Linked DNA regions of Gossypium hirsutum: region 2 is linked to region 1. A link is a contact called in public Hi-C data. All regions are on one chromosome and are shown on one strand. The core of a region is the stretch at or near the end of the contact, and the rest is flanking DNA. Distances in the headings are between cores, read along the strand shown.

Region 1 (6,945 bases), core at 2,912-5,411:
AAAAAAAGCAATTAAGCCCTTGCTTTTTTTACACTCAATTGGGTAGTTAAACTTTCAAAGTGCATCAAAAAGACCCTCAAAATTTTCAAAAATACCAATTAAGCCCTTGCTTTTTTTGCACTCAATTGGGTGCTTGAACCATCCCTAATTTTTTCAATTAAAGTCACCACGTCTCATAACCATAGCGTGACATATGGCAAAAAATGGTAAAAAAAATATAAATCAATAAAAGTTATAAAAATTATTAAATTTTAATAAAAAAATATAAAATATTTAAATTTTATTAAAAATTAGAAAAAAAATTAGAAAAATCCTAAAAATATAAAATATATAGAAATATAGAAAACTAGAAAAAAAATTATAAAATTTTATAAAGTCGTAAGAAATTATAAATAATGTAAAGAAATATAAAATTTATAAAAAATTATCGTACCAAAATAAGCATTTTATAATTTTTCTATAATTTTTCTATAACTTTTATTGATTTTTATTTTTTATCATTTTTCGCCATGTCATGCTGTGTTGCAAAACATGATGACTTTAACTGAAAAAAAATTGGGAGTCGTTAACTTTAATGGTCAACGGTTAAAGTTAATGGTTAAAGAGATTTCATATGCATTTTACAATTTTTTATAATTTCTTTTTACGATTTTTATAAATTTTTTTCTAATTGTTAATAAATTTTAAATTCTTTTTATTAAAATTAATAATTTTTATAACTTTTCTTGATTTTTATTTTTTATAATTTTTTGTCACATATCACGCCGTGGTTGTGACACGAGATGGCTTTAACTAAAAAAAACTAGGAGCAGTTAACTTTAATGATCAACTATTAAAGTTAAAAATCAAATGGACCTTTTGATGCACTTTGATAGTTCAAGTACTCAATTAAGTGAAAAAAATCAAGGGCTTAATTGTTTTTTTTTTAAAAATGCTTGAGGGTCCTTTTTATGCATTTGAAAGCTCAAGTACTCAATTGAGTTCAAAAAAAAGTAAGAGCTTAATTTATTTTATTTTTTTGAAAAAATTTGAGAGTCCTTTTGAGGCATTTTGAAAGTTCAAGTACCCAATTAAGCATAAAAAAAATAAGAGTTCAATTACTTGTTTTAAAAAAATTTTAGGACTTTTTACACTCTTAAGCCAAAATTATTGTATGAAATTATTAATAAAAGGTGATTATAAAATATTAAATATTCGTATATTAAGTAATACACGTGTAAATACAAATAAAAAATTTAATAATATATTATATATTACTATAATATTAAATAATTTAAATATTATAATAATATAAATATTAATATTATATAAAAATTATTAAATGAATTTAACATGTAATAATTAAATAATATCACGTGATATAAAATCAATATATTCTATATAATATAAAGGGTTATTAAATATATATGGGAAAAATATCAAAATTAAACATAAACTTTGATACAATTTACAATATTATATATCAATTTTAATTTGGTTCATTTGTACACAATAAAATTTAATTGTGGTTCAATTTTCACATTTCACTAACCCCATCATCTATGTGGTAAAATTTTTCATTAACTCGTGTAAATTATAGACATGACATTTTATTAGGTTTAAAAAACAAGAAAATAAGCTTAATTTATTTTCACCTGAATTAAAAAATATCATATCAGCATTTTGCATCACATAGATAATAGGAGAATTAGTTAAATGTGAAATTTAAACCAAAATTGAAGTCTAATGTATGCAAATTACATGAAAGCTCATGTATAAACACTACCAAGCGACTAAAACATAGGGAACCTCTCTTCACCAAATTCATAAAGGTTTTCATACGATGTGCGGCTACTTTGTTCTCTAAGCAGTAAACATTGAAAATTTAAAGCAGTAACAACATAGGTTTTAAACCTACACACGTATTAAGTGCACTCAACCATTTTATTTTCCTACCTCAAAGATCCCCCGTACCTCTTGGGAGCGGAATAACAAAAATATACCATACCCTCTTTATATCTGCTCCAAAATAACCTCGGCACCAGAAACCTTGAAGTCAGATGGCGCACCCTCCACATTCAGAACTTTCACCTTTCCATCGACCACGTAGGCTGACCATCTACACAAAACCAACCATAATCTTACCATTATTTGTTTCCTTAGCATAGAGCATCGTTCGTTGTCTTCAAGAATATGTAAAACAAGTAAATTCTAAAACAAGGCACCGACTGGGACAGATCGGTAGATTAAATCGGTCCAAGACCTCTCAAGTTTATATGAGGAGCGGAGATGAATGTCAAAGGTGTTTCTTTGATCTATATGAAATTCTGATAATAAATGCATAGTTCTAGAAGTACCTTTCAGAGCGAGGCCCAAGCAAAGCAGCAGAGAGATCTTTTCCCAATTCAAGGCTCTGGTGGAAGCTCCCATCAAAGTCCCCATAAAATTCAATCTATAAAGAGACTTTAGATGATTAAGAGATGGATAAAAAATAATGCACTTCAATAGAGAAAAGGGAAGGGAAAAACAAAAACAGAACAAATAGCTTCGAGTTCAGATTGTATTAATCTCAGTTTAAATTTTTACAAATGCCAAAGATCTTACAAAGTGATTACAAGCCCTCAGATAAAAAATTAATGATGCGACAGACTTTCTATCTTCCTAATCACTACATCTCCACTGAACCATACGTAATAATTAGGAATATGAGAACAATGATAAATCCAAATTGCAAAACAATAATATTAAACTCGTCAACAATCAACAAGACAGCATAAGAAAGAATTCGTACAATGCACAAGTAACACTACACATCATTAACATGGAATGACTTACCACATCTTTGGCTTGCAGTTTGTCTGCCCAGGCATTCATAACATAAGGATCATTAACAGCAACACAAATGACTGAATCAATTCCTTTAGCCTTGAACTTATCAATGTTCTTCTTGTAACTAGGCACATGCTGTTGTGAACAAACACCTGTGTATGCTCCCTATACACAATCCCAAATACAATGTAAATCCAAGTTTCATCAAATTTCCATTCTAAACCATAAAATCAGAAATAGCAAACTGATAGGTCCACACTCCACTTTATTTTGTTCTTCTTCTTTCCTAAACCAGGTTCTTTGAAATACGAAAATCATGCACCCTATGTTACCTAGACTTTTATGTTTTGGACGCCTATGCCAGACACATATTTGGGCAAAAATATCAGATTACAATCATCCAAATATATGAAAACACTTAAAAAGAAAATTGGGGTATACTCGTGTTCGGCACATACTTTCGTATCTGACACTCCCACTTCCGGGTAACATAGCAAGTGAACCAATTGCAAGGATACATCTACATTCTTCTTTAGATACTGCTAAATTGCTTTTTATTAAACTATTTAGTAAAATCTTCCACATCGGAAAAGCTTTGAAAAGTTCCATTCTCTTAACATAAACTAATTACTCCACTACCAATTTCAGCATTATAAGAACTGAGAATCATCACATCATAGATATCTAAATCATGCATATAGTACCTCATATACGGAGCAATCCTCCAGAATTCATTAATATACAAATTTAAGCTCAGATTTTCCAAACACAATCTCAAAAAATCAAATTCCATCTCTCAATTTCCACATATATAGAGCAAGTCAAATTGGGAGGGGGGGGGAGAGAGACTTACAGGTAGTCCAAAGATGACAACTTTCTTGCCCTGAAATGAAATTTTCTAAAACAAAATTAATACATACTGAATTAAATAATATTGAAAGAGAAACTATACAACGAAACCTTGAAGATATCATTGACAGAAGTAGTGGAGAAATTGGAGGTAACGCCTTCATCCCAGCTTCGAGCTTTCTGGAGACTAACTTGGGATGCGGCAGACAGGATGTCAGTCCCCACAGCAACAGAGGCATAGCTTCTCCTTGACGCTTCCGTTAGAAGACTTGACTTGATAACGGATGAGGTTGCTCGCCTAAGAATTGTTGACGCCATTGGCTTAGGATGCAGCTGTTGGTATGTGATTCTTTGTCTCAGTCTCTGCTTTGCTTCCGCTTGTTTCTTTCACAGGTTTTGGGAATCTTGCTGGTGGAACAAATGTGCTGGGCCTGACTGGCTTTAACGATTTTTGGACTAAGTTTTGGTATTCACAGCAAAAACTAGTCCTTTACTATTGGTCTACAGAAAAATGATTTTTTTTAAAATATATTGATATTTGGGAATGTCTAATACATTTTTTAAACTACTTTTTTTTTATCTTTACTATTGTATTTAATAATTAAATTTATTAAATTAATTTATATTTTAAAGTTTTCATAAATAATATAATTAAGAGATTAAAACATGATAATTGACAAATTAAATTTTCAAAAAATGATAATTAGAATGAATATACTATTATTTAAAATTTACAGAAATAGTAATTTATACTATGTATCAATTAAAATATTAAAATAATTTACATTTATTTTCTGAATAATATGATAAAGAGCTTCAAACATATTATTTCATAAAAAGAAATGTCAAAACTCTTAAGTAATATTATTAAAAATAATAAGATAATATAAAAAGATATGATTATCTTTATTTTATTTAGTAATAAGATAGAATGGAAGCTAATTACATAAAAAAATTCATTTTATTCTTCCAGCTCATTTGTTTTTAACATGTACAAATTGATTAACATGATTGTCAACTATACTTTTGTAATTGAACATTGTTGGGCCTTCAATTTTAAAAATGATTTTCTTCTCCTTACATTACTAAGTATATCAATTAGCTTAACTAATAATTAATCAAATATAAGAATAAATCAAGATGTGTTTGGATGTATTATTAAATTCATTTTTTATTTGCGTCAACCTAATATATTAAAAAAACCTTTCTTTAATATTAAATTATATATCTTTTTTCCTATTAGTGTCATCTATCATATTGTTAACTATGACTCATATTTTAGTCAAATTTAAGAAATAATCTTCTAGTTAAATTCTGTTTATTTGTTTCAATTAAACTTTGATTAGCCTAGATTATTTTATTATTATTTGACTTACGAATTTAGCCTGTAAATAGGCTTTTTTACAACATTAGAAAATACACCCATTAGAGATTAGAACTCATAACACATTTAGAGAATTTTGTGTTTATGTTTTGAGTGTTCTTTGTTTTTAGGTTTTCGAGGTTTAGTTTTTATCTCCATCTTTTGTACTCTTCATTCTTTTGCCATTATAGTAAAATTATTTTTCCCGTGGTTTTTTATCCTCTTTGGAGATGCTTTTCCACGTTAAATTTATGTGTTCAATTTCTCAATTTATTCCGCTATTTTTTTCTTGTTGCTTAATCAGGTCGATTCCAAACAAGTGGTATCAGAGTTAGTTCAATTTTTATATATCAGCCAATTCAAATATTGTAGCAACAAGGTTTGAAATTGAAAAGTTCAATGGTGTGACAAATTGCAAACTGTGGCAAGTTCGGATGATGGCAATTCTAGTTCAAACTGGCTTGAAGAAGGTTGTTATCGGGAAAAAGCTTGAGAATTTAAATCAAACAGAATGGGAAGAGCTTGATGAAAAGGCTTTGTCTGCAATCCAGTTGTGCCTCACGAATACGGTATTGTAGGAGATATTGATGGAGAAAACCTCATCTGCCTTGTGGAAAATGTTAGAAACTCTTTATGCGACTAAGTCTCTAGCTAACCGTTTAATGTTGAAACAACGTCTATTTACGTTTAGCATAAACGAAGGTGAGCTTCTTAGAGATCATATCAGTCAATTCATTACTCTTTTAAATGATTTAAAAAACGTTGAGGTTTAGATTGACGATAAAGATCAAGCTATGTTATTATTGTGCTCTTTACCCCTTTCATACAAGTCTTTCAATGAGACCCTGATTTATGGCAGAGACAAACTCTCGTTCGAATATGTGAAGGGTTATTTGTTGAGTAGAGACACACTCGACAATAAGTTTGGTTTGGATAGCAAGGCAGATAGGCAAGCTTCCGTTTTGGTAGCATCAAAGAAGCGAGACAAAAGGTGTCGCTATTGTAAAAAGTTAGGTCACGTCAAAGCATATTGTTATAAACTGTGAAATAAAAGAGCTACTGAGGTAATGAGGAAGATGTAGCTGGTGTTAATTTGGCCGAAGAAAGCGGTGATGATTTCTTGTTAGTGTCAATGAACGATAACTTCAAGCTTACGTTTGAGTGGATCCTAGATTCGGGATGTTCTTTCCTCATGTGTCCCAATAGAGAATGGTTCTCCACATACAGTTTGGTTGAAGGTGGAGTTGTGCGCATCGAAAACGATTCATCCAGAAAGGTAATTGATATTGGTACTGTTAAAATTAGGACGCACGATGGGACGATTAGGACACTCTCAAATGTCAAGTATGTACTTGATTTACGAAAGAATCTCATCTTCTTGAGTATTTTAAACTTGAAAAGATGCAGAATCAACATCGAGTCGAGTGATATTAAGGTATCTCGTAGAGCTCTCGTTTTGTTAAAAGGTAAAATGACCAACAATTTTTATATTCTGGAAGATTCTACAGTGACCGGTGAAATCGGACATCCCTCACTCGTTATGGAGTCGAAGTTAACTAGTTTGGAGCGGAGGCAACTTGGTCATATGAGGGAAAAATGTATGATCGTTTCATTGAAGAGAGGCTCTATTTTGGATGCAGGTTTTGAAAAGTTAGAGAACTATGTTCATGAAAATCAGACCCGAGTTAATTTTGATTTGGCAGTGTACAAGTCAAAGGCTAGAAGTCTTCCAGTTTTTAAGCATAGATTCGACTTAGTTAATTCCTTACATAGTTTAAGATAGGCTCGTGGCGAGCTTTGACAAAAATGGCGTTGTGGAAATATGAGTCAAGTTGGAGATTTGTTAAGTATGATTCATATTTCAGTCAAATTTAAGAAATAATCTTCTAGTTAAAATCTGTTTATTTGTTTCAATAAAACTTTGA
Region 2 (6,945 bases), core at 2,874-5,373, 610 kb after region 1:
CCGTTGGATCAAAAATCACTCATCAGTTTGATCCTTTTGAGTGGGCACAATTTCTATTGGACACAACTATTCCCGGCAACTTCATATCTCTCCACAAAACAACATGCTTCTCCATTTTCACTCACTATAAATCCTCCTCCACTATATCGACTGTAACACATTCAAGCAACCATTTTTATTTCCTTTCTCTTCTCAAGATCATATCTTTTCAACTTTAAACAGTTTTCCCTTAACAAAAGATGTCAAAAATGAGAGGCTTAGTCAAGAAAGCCACCAAATCTGCTGAAGAACATGCATCCTCTACTATCGCAGTTCGTGAATCGGAATCCCCTAGGCCCGTGTAGAAAAAGAAGCCAGTAATCTTTTTGAATAAAGCGGCAAAAGAACAATTTCAAGACAACATGTTGATGTGAAACTTCCACCTCGAACAGGGCATTTCCCTTTCGCAACAACAAGACTTGGGTAAGCAAGTCTACAAAACCATCTCAAAGTTGAAGTGGGAAACTTTTTGCACGTATCCTGGAAGCTATTCTCCTTCACTGGTACGTGAGTTTTATGCTTAACCTTTATGATCATGAGTTAGAGTTCATTTTTGTTCGAGAAGGCTTAATACCATGAGACGATAAAAAAATCAACGAGCTATACAACACCAAGGTAGATGTAGACAAACACTTCGAGTTCATTGAGGATATCACAGATGAAAAACGAGACCTGTTGGTGAAAGACTTGTGTGTCGAAGGAGCATTGTGGACAGGTTCCCATCAAAAGAATTATACGATGCACCGTCGCTTCCTGACGCTGTAAAGCAAAATCTGGTTTCATTTTGTCAACTGCAGGCTAAAGCCCTCTACTCACAGCATCACCGTCACCCTCGATAGAATGTGTCAGATACATTCCATCGTCAAGGGCAGAAAGATTGATGTCAGCACAATACTAAGTTTTATTTTGATAAGTACTTATTGTCATTACATTTTTATGTTAGTGCGTTGGGGACAATGCAAACTTTAAGTTTGGGGGAATGCACATGGGGCTTGGAAATGCACCCACATTTTAAATTTTTCTCGGTAATGAAGCATGCAAGGTTTAATTATAGTTAATGAAAATTGTTCAAAAAATTTTGTTACATTTGATGATTAATTCTTAAATCATGTGAATTATCAATGAATGAATTGGATAAATTTGACAGAAGGTTATAGCTTTAATTCTTTGATGAATGGATTAAGTTGCATTAGTAATGGATGACTACTATCATTCCTAAAATCTTGAATGAATCTACTTTTTATAACTACTTATATATATAGTTATAAATTAGAGACACTCTAAAGTGGGTGTAGTATGGAATGTTAAAGAGGGAACACTCCAATACAAGCGTTAGAAAAATCAATCTGGCTAAAGGCTATCGCTGCATGAGTGTGTGTCGGAGCAATTACGTACTCCCTATGGGTTTGTTGCACTCCATCGTTACTTTTCAGGAACAAGGGAACAATAATACAATGATATCCCTTATTCCAAAAATATATATATAATATATAAATACTTAGTATTATACAATAAATGTTGTATTGGCAGATAGAACTTAGGGTTTGAAGTATGATGCAAGCATTGATAAAGTTGCAACCTTATTCATTCACGCTTATGTATTGTCGATGCAATATTCTTTCATCTAAATGTGATTCATTCATTGGGAGTTTAAAAGGTTCAAGTTGCTAGAATGATCATTTGCCTTAGTAAAATTTTTGTAGCCTTGCTAGTTTTTGTTTTACTTAAGGACAAATAAAAACTCAAGTTTAGGAGTGTGATAGCACTAGAAAGAACATAGGTTTTCCTCCTTACTTATTGGTTAAATTGTTCCCATTTAGTTATCCTTAGCATATATTTTAGCATTTTCAGTTTAGTAAATTGCATTTTATAACTCAGTGAATCTTAGCCTATTTTATCTTAATTTTGCTATCTTTTTGCATTAATGTCGTTGCATGAGTTAATTTTAGATTGCGTCTAGAATTGTCGCCGCACCTGATAGCTATCCAAATAAGAATTAAAAATGCATGAGCTGTCCAGTCTGGTATAACCAACCTATACGTACAAGGACAGAATAATTCTAAGGAAAGGACACATGTACTGTTGGGAAAGAGCATAAAAGGTTAACGTGAGAAGAAAAATAAAGGAGGAGAGCTTTTTCTTGACCACCATCTTCTTCATCCTACCTTGAAGCTTGTGGCTATGGTAGCTTAAGCCTCTCACAGTTGAACCAATGTGAAAATTGATGCAAATTAGCTTTTGATGAGGAGACCTAAGTGCGAGACAAGAGGGAACAGAGAGATTCAGTCGAGTTGTCTAGGAATAGTATTCTCCACTCAATTCTTTCTTATTTCTTTCTAAATACTGGTGATTACTCTCTATTTTTTATTTGTATGGCAGTACACATGAATTCTTGGTTAAATATTATCTTATTCAATCTTATTTTTATTGTTTAATCTTGGGGTTTGAATGTTTCTTAACAAGAAAGTGTTATTGCAGTCACTAACACTGGAAAGTGCAGTGACAGTTCGAGCCAACAAGCATTACAACGGAAGTTGAGTGAGGATTAGAGGAATTTAGTCCACTTGTTCTTAATAGTGCCATATTGCCATCATCAGAAGGTGGGGTTAATGTGCATGTTAAGTCTCAGATTAAATAAAGGAGTGACGCATGGTAAGATATACATTGAAATTTATTGCCTCGAAAATCACCTATCCTTTTATACATTGTGAGCACTTAGTATTTTGTTGAAGATTCATGTTGGGGATCCCAATTTATCATTACCATATTTTATTTTATTATTTTCAAGTTGTTGCTCTGACAACTATCCTCACAATTTATCTCGTTTCTGTCTAGTTATTGCACCGGCATTAATAGACAAAAGACAACCATCCCTGTGGGATTGATATCGGACAGACTCACATCTGTCTACTATACTTACATCGATAGTGTACGCTTGCACATTATTGCTGTGACGTTAAACAGTTGATCAACCTTGAACGAAGAAGATATAAAAGAGCTAATATGGATGGAGTCTTTAAACTTCAATCAAAATAAGATGCCAAAATGAAGTTAGTAAAAAAGTATCCAACTTCCTATTGTTTTGCTCCTTTGAAGTCCTGGTTCAAAGGTTGAATTTCATGAAGATTGGCTTTTACAAAGGCTTCTTCTTTATTTCTTTCTCTTTTTATTCAAATTCTTAATCATCCAACGCAAATGGTCGTTTTCCTAAGGACCCCTTTAGATGAGCGGTGCGTTTACCTATGATTAGTGTAAAAATAGTGGTGGCGGTGAGGTTAGATATCGTAGCAGTATTGTAGCGTGAGATAAAAATAAAGCTAAATGCACTACACTGAAGGTAAACATCTATCCAAATGGGCCCCAAGTCTACCACCTTCTATGCGATTAGCATGGGTGAGAAAATTGTATGTAATTGCAGATTGTCACTTTTTGTATGTGTAAATAAGTGTGGTGGTAGAGTAGTATAACTTTTTGTATATAATTATAGGATATTGACTTGGAAGTATGCCATACTAGAGGTGATCATAGGTTGGCCTACCCGGCACAGCCCAAAAAATGGGAGGGTTCGGGTGAAAATATAAGCCCGAAATATGGGTTTGGGCAAAAAAATGAGACCCGCTTAGAAAACGGGCTGAGCCTCGGGTAAAAATTTTTTTTACTCGGTTCCAGCCCGGCCCGACCCGAATTATATAGTAAATATATATTTTTATTTTTAATCAAAAATATATATTTTATATAAATTAAATAGATATATTTAATATGGGTTGGGCTCGGGCTTAGCAATTTTCTTTCGGGCAGGGCTTGGATAAATTTTTAAGCCCATATTTCGGGTCGGGCCGAGCCTAAAAAACGGGCCTAAAATTTTATCTGGGTCCAGCCCGACCCATGATCACTTTTATGCCATACTAATATTATCACTTTTTTATTTAATACAATTTAATATAAAATATTTAAATAATATTTTATATTTAAATATTATTCTTTTGATAAATATTATTCTTTAATATTAAATTGATATAAAAAATATATTAAAAAATATATTCGTCAATCTGTTACATTCTAATATAGCCCTAATCCATTCCAGTTAGGCAATGATGTTGTAAACCAAGAAAACTAAGAGGGAAAAGGGAACAAGGGTTTAAGGAGTCCCTCTCCCTCATCAGAAGGAAAAAAAAAGCCAGGTCCTTCAAGAAAGAATCTAACACAGGTTCAGGTCATGCTCCCTCGTTCTAATTCCAGTGGAAAGCTTTTTCCATTTATCTTTAACAAGCTTAAAGGTTCTCTCTGTCTCTTTCTCTCTTTCTCACTCTCTTAATTGATTTAAATGTTTTATTTATTCATTCACTTATGTCACTGAAGTTACCCCAAATGAGCCATTTGCTCCATCATTTCAAGCTTTCTTCTCCACCCGCATTGTTGGAGAAAAACCCATTCTTGTATGTCATTTTAACTTCTTTCCACTTTTAATTCTTGGGTTTTCCCTTTTCTTTCTCATTTTTTTTATATTTGTTAATATCATTGCATTATTCTGGCTACATTCATTTTTTTGTCTGTTTTTCATTTCATTGTTTATTGGATTATTTATTGTGATTTTCTTTACTTGGTTGCTTTGCGCTGGTTTAGATTTGAAGGCTTGTTCATTTGATATGCATCCTTGTAATTTCATGCAACTTTGATTGATGGGTTGGATTTCTATTTTTTCATTCCAGGTTAGGGATTTCATACATTCGGCTTTATATGATCCTAACCATGGGTACTTCTCTCAGAGGTCAGGTGCTGTTGGTGTGCTCGAGAGGAGCATAAAGTTCAACCAACTTGAAGGTATTGTTAGAAGTTTTTGGATTTTGTTATTTGTAAGCTCTGTAATGTGTTTGTACTTTTTCATGTGGATTGGTGATAGATTTTGAATAAAAAATAATGAGGATGGTTAACTTACCAGTACCAAACACATACACGCACAGATATATATATATAAATATAAGCTATGCATCAAAGAAGTTGATATTTAGGTAGCTTCAAAACCTTCAATATTGATCACTTACTAGCTTGATTTAGTTGCGTTTCTTTTGTGTGACCTCGAATCTATGCTCATAGAATCTGTGTTGTGCTTTTATGTTTAAAACTATTTTTTCTTTGAAATGCAAGAACTAAGTATAAATTTAGTAGATGTGGCCCTTAAAAGCTTCATTTGTGGGTGCTGGATGGTCTTCTATTGTAGACTATATTGCTAAGGGTAGCACCAATCTTTTGGCATGTTTTAGGAAGGAAAGCATACATGAAACACTTGGATAAGATTTATAAGCAGAGTGGCATTGCATGGTTCACCCCCGTGGAGCTTTTTAAGGTAATGCTCTAGCAGACTTCACAACCATAACATTACTGGCACTTGAGCAAAGATCTATTTATTCAATTTTTTTAAAAAGAAGTTTATTGTTCACAGTATCTTAGCATGTATTTTGGTGTGACATTGCTCATGCCACTCTTCCTGTTAATGCAGCAAGTACGGTTTTTATGGTTATTTATGTACTTTTTAACTTTGTTTTTTTGTGTTGTTTTAAATTATTGAGATTAAAAATACTTGAAGGCTATGATATCTTTTTGTTGTGCCTTTAAAGTTCACTAACTGATGTTATTAAGAATGGCTGTTTTAGTAAAAGATTTAGGAAACTGATTTTCTCTCTGTTCCCTTACTTCAAGAAGACCTGTCCTCTGGTTATGTAATTGATTTCTATTGCTCCCCCTTTTCCTTTGGTTTCTTTGTTTCATTTTCTGATTTAGGGTTTTTCCTTTTGTCCTTTTTTTTACTCCAACTATGTTATGGAAGAGTTACATAGGTTTCTGCTTCAGGCTTGTCATGTTATTAACCATTTGGTTTATGTCATGGAAGAGTTACATAGGTTTCTGCTTCAGGCTTGTCATGTTATTAACCATTTGGCTTTAACCTGCGAGGGCCATTTACTGTGCCTTCATATTATGAGATGGTTTTGCAGCTAGACATTGAATTTCTTTTTTCTTTTTCTTTTGTTTAAGGTGGCCGTAGTAGTATGAGCAGGAAAAACGTTGACATATGTTTTATTTGTTTTTCTCTGCACCTTGCAAGGTGGTTATAGCTGATTATTCTCTCTATCTTTGTATAAATACACACATATATAAGTGCATGTAATCATGCTTCTGTGTCGGTGGGGGCTGTTGTTGAATGTCTGAATTTGTATAACCTTGTGTGTCTTCTTGATATCTTATTCCTTTCCATGGCCATTAAACTATTGAACCGAGCTTCATATATAGCAAAACAGTTTAACTCCTTTTCCCTGTAGTGAGCTTTATTGACGTGATTTCTATGAGCTTTACCTTCCTTGTAGCCATGGTATGCCCAGGGAATTGCTGAAGCCATATTGCGTACAGCTAACCTTTCAGTTCCACTAAAAGTAAGTTCCCTCATTCTCTTTATATTAAAAATCATACAAGCTGTCAACTTATAATTTTCTAGCTTCTATATTTTTAAAATCAATTTGACCTTTTCAATCTCTCTTTTTCTAGAAAAAACTGCTCTACTTTTTAGGGGAATATGGTTTTGATAATTTTCTCACTCCAGCTAGAACTTACAAGAAAACTTAATAGTTCATAGGCATTGTAATGATTCTTCATAGTACAATTTGTTACAATGTTTAATTCCGTGCTACTAGCATGGATATTCTGTGTTGGAAAGTAAAATTTCTAAATTTGCGGTGCAAATGTTAGAATGTATGCTTTGGAACTCTTGGTTCGCTTCTATTTTCCTTTTGAATCCTCTTGAGTTAATAATTAGATGCAAAACAGCGACTTGCCTCCTTCATACTTTCATTTGGCAATAGCCAGAAGATGCCTATCTTGTGGGAACCAATTCATCGTTCAAGATCCTAATATGCA

The links. Hi-C and Micro-C count contacts between places; a contact is called where the count stands out from the background.
Region 2: a contact with region 1 is called in a Hi-C map of leaf, with 2.0 times the contacts expected there. The contact joins the promoter of LOC107914831 here to the promoter of LOC107914825 in region 1. A contact is called at or near these places in 2 of 34 Hi-C or Micro-C datasets (leaf and petal).

Annotation. Positions count from the first base shown.
Region 1 is chrD10:28,824,394-28,831,338 of Gossypium_hirsutum_v2.1, forward strand. LOC107914825 (peroxiredoxin-2F, mitochondrial) reads right to left here and starts at 4,162. Exons shown (of 5, transcript XM_016843866.2): 1 at 3,769-4,162; 2 at 3,662-3,691; 3 at 2,815-2,973; 4 at 2,337-2,431; 5 at 1,794-2,098. The coding sequence starts at 3,975. The coding sequence ends at 1,993.
Region 2 is chrD10:29,436,386-29,443,330 of Gossypium_hirsutum_v2.1, forward strand. It overlaps LOC107914831 (protein arginine methyltransferase NDUFAF7 homolog, mitochondrial), which reads left to right and starts at 4,124. Exons shown (of 14, transcript XM_016843874.2): 1 at 4,124-4,316; 2 at 4,399-4,475; 3 at 4,806-4,860; 4 at 5,301-5,383; 5 at 6,399-6,464. The coding sequence starts at 4,256.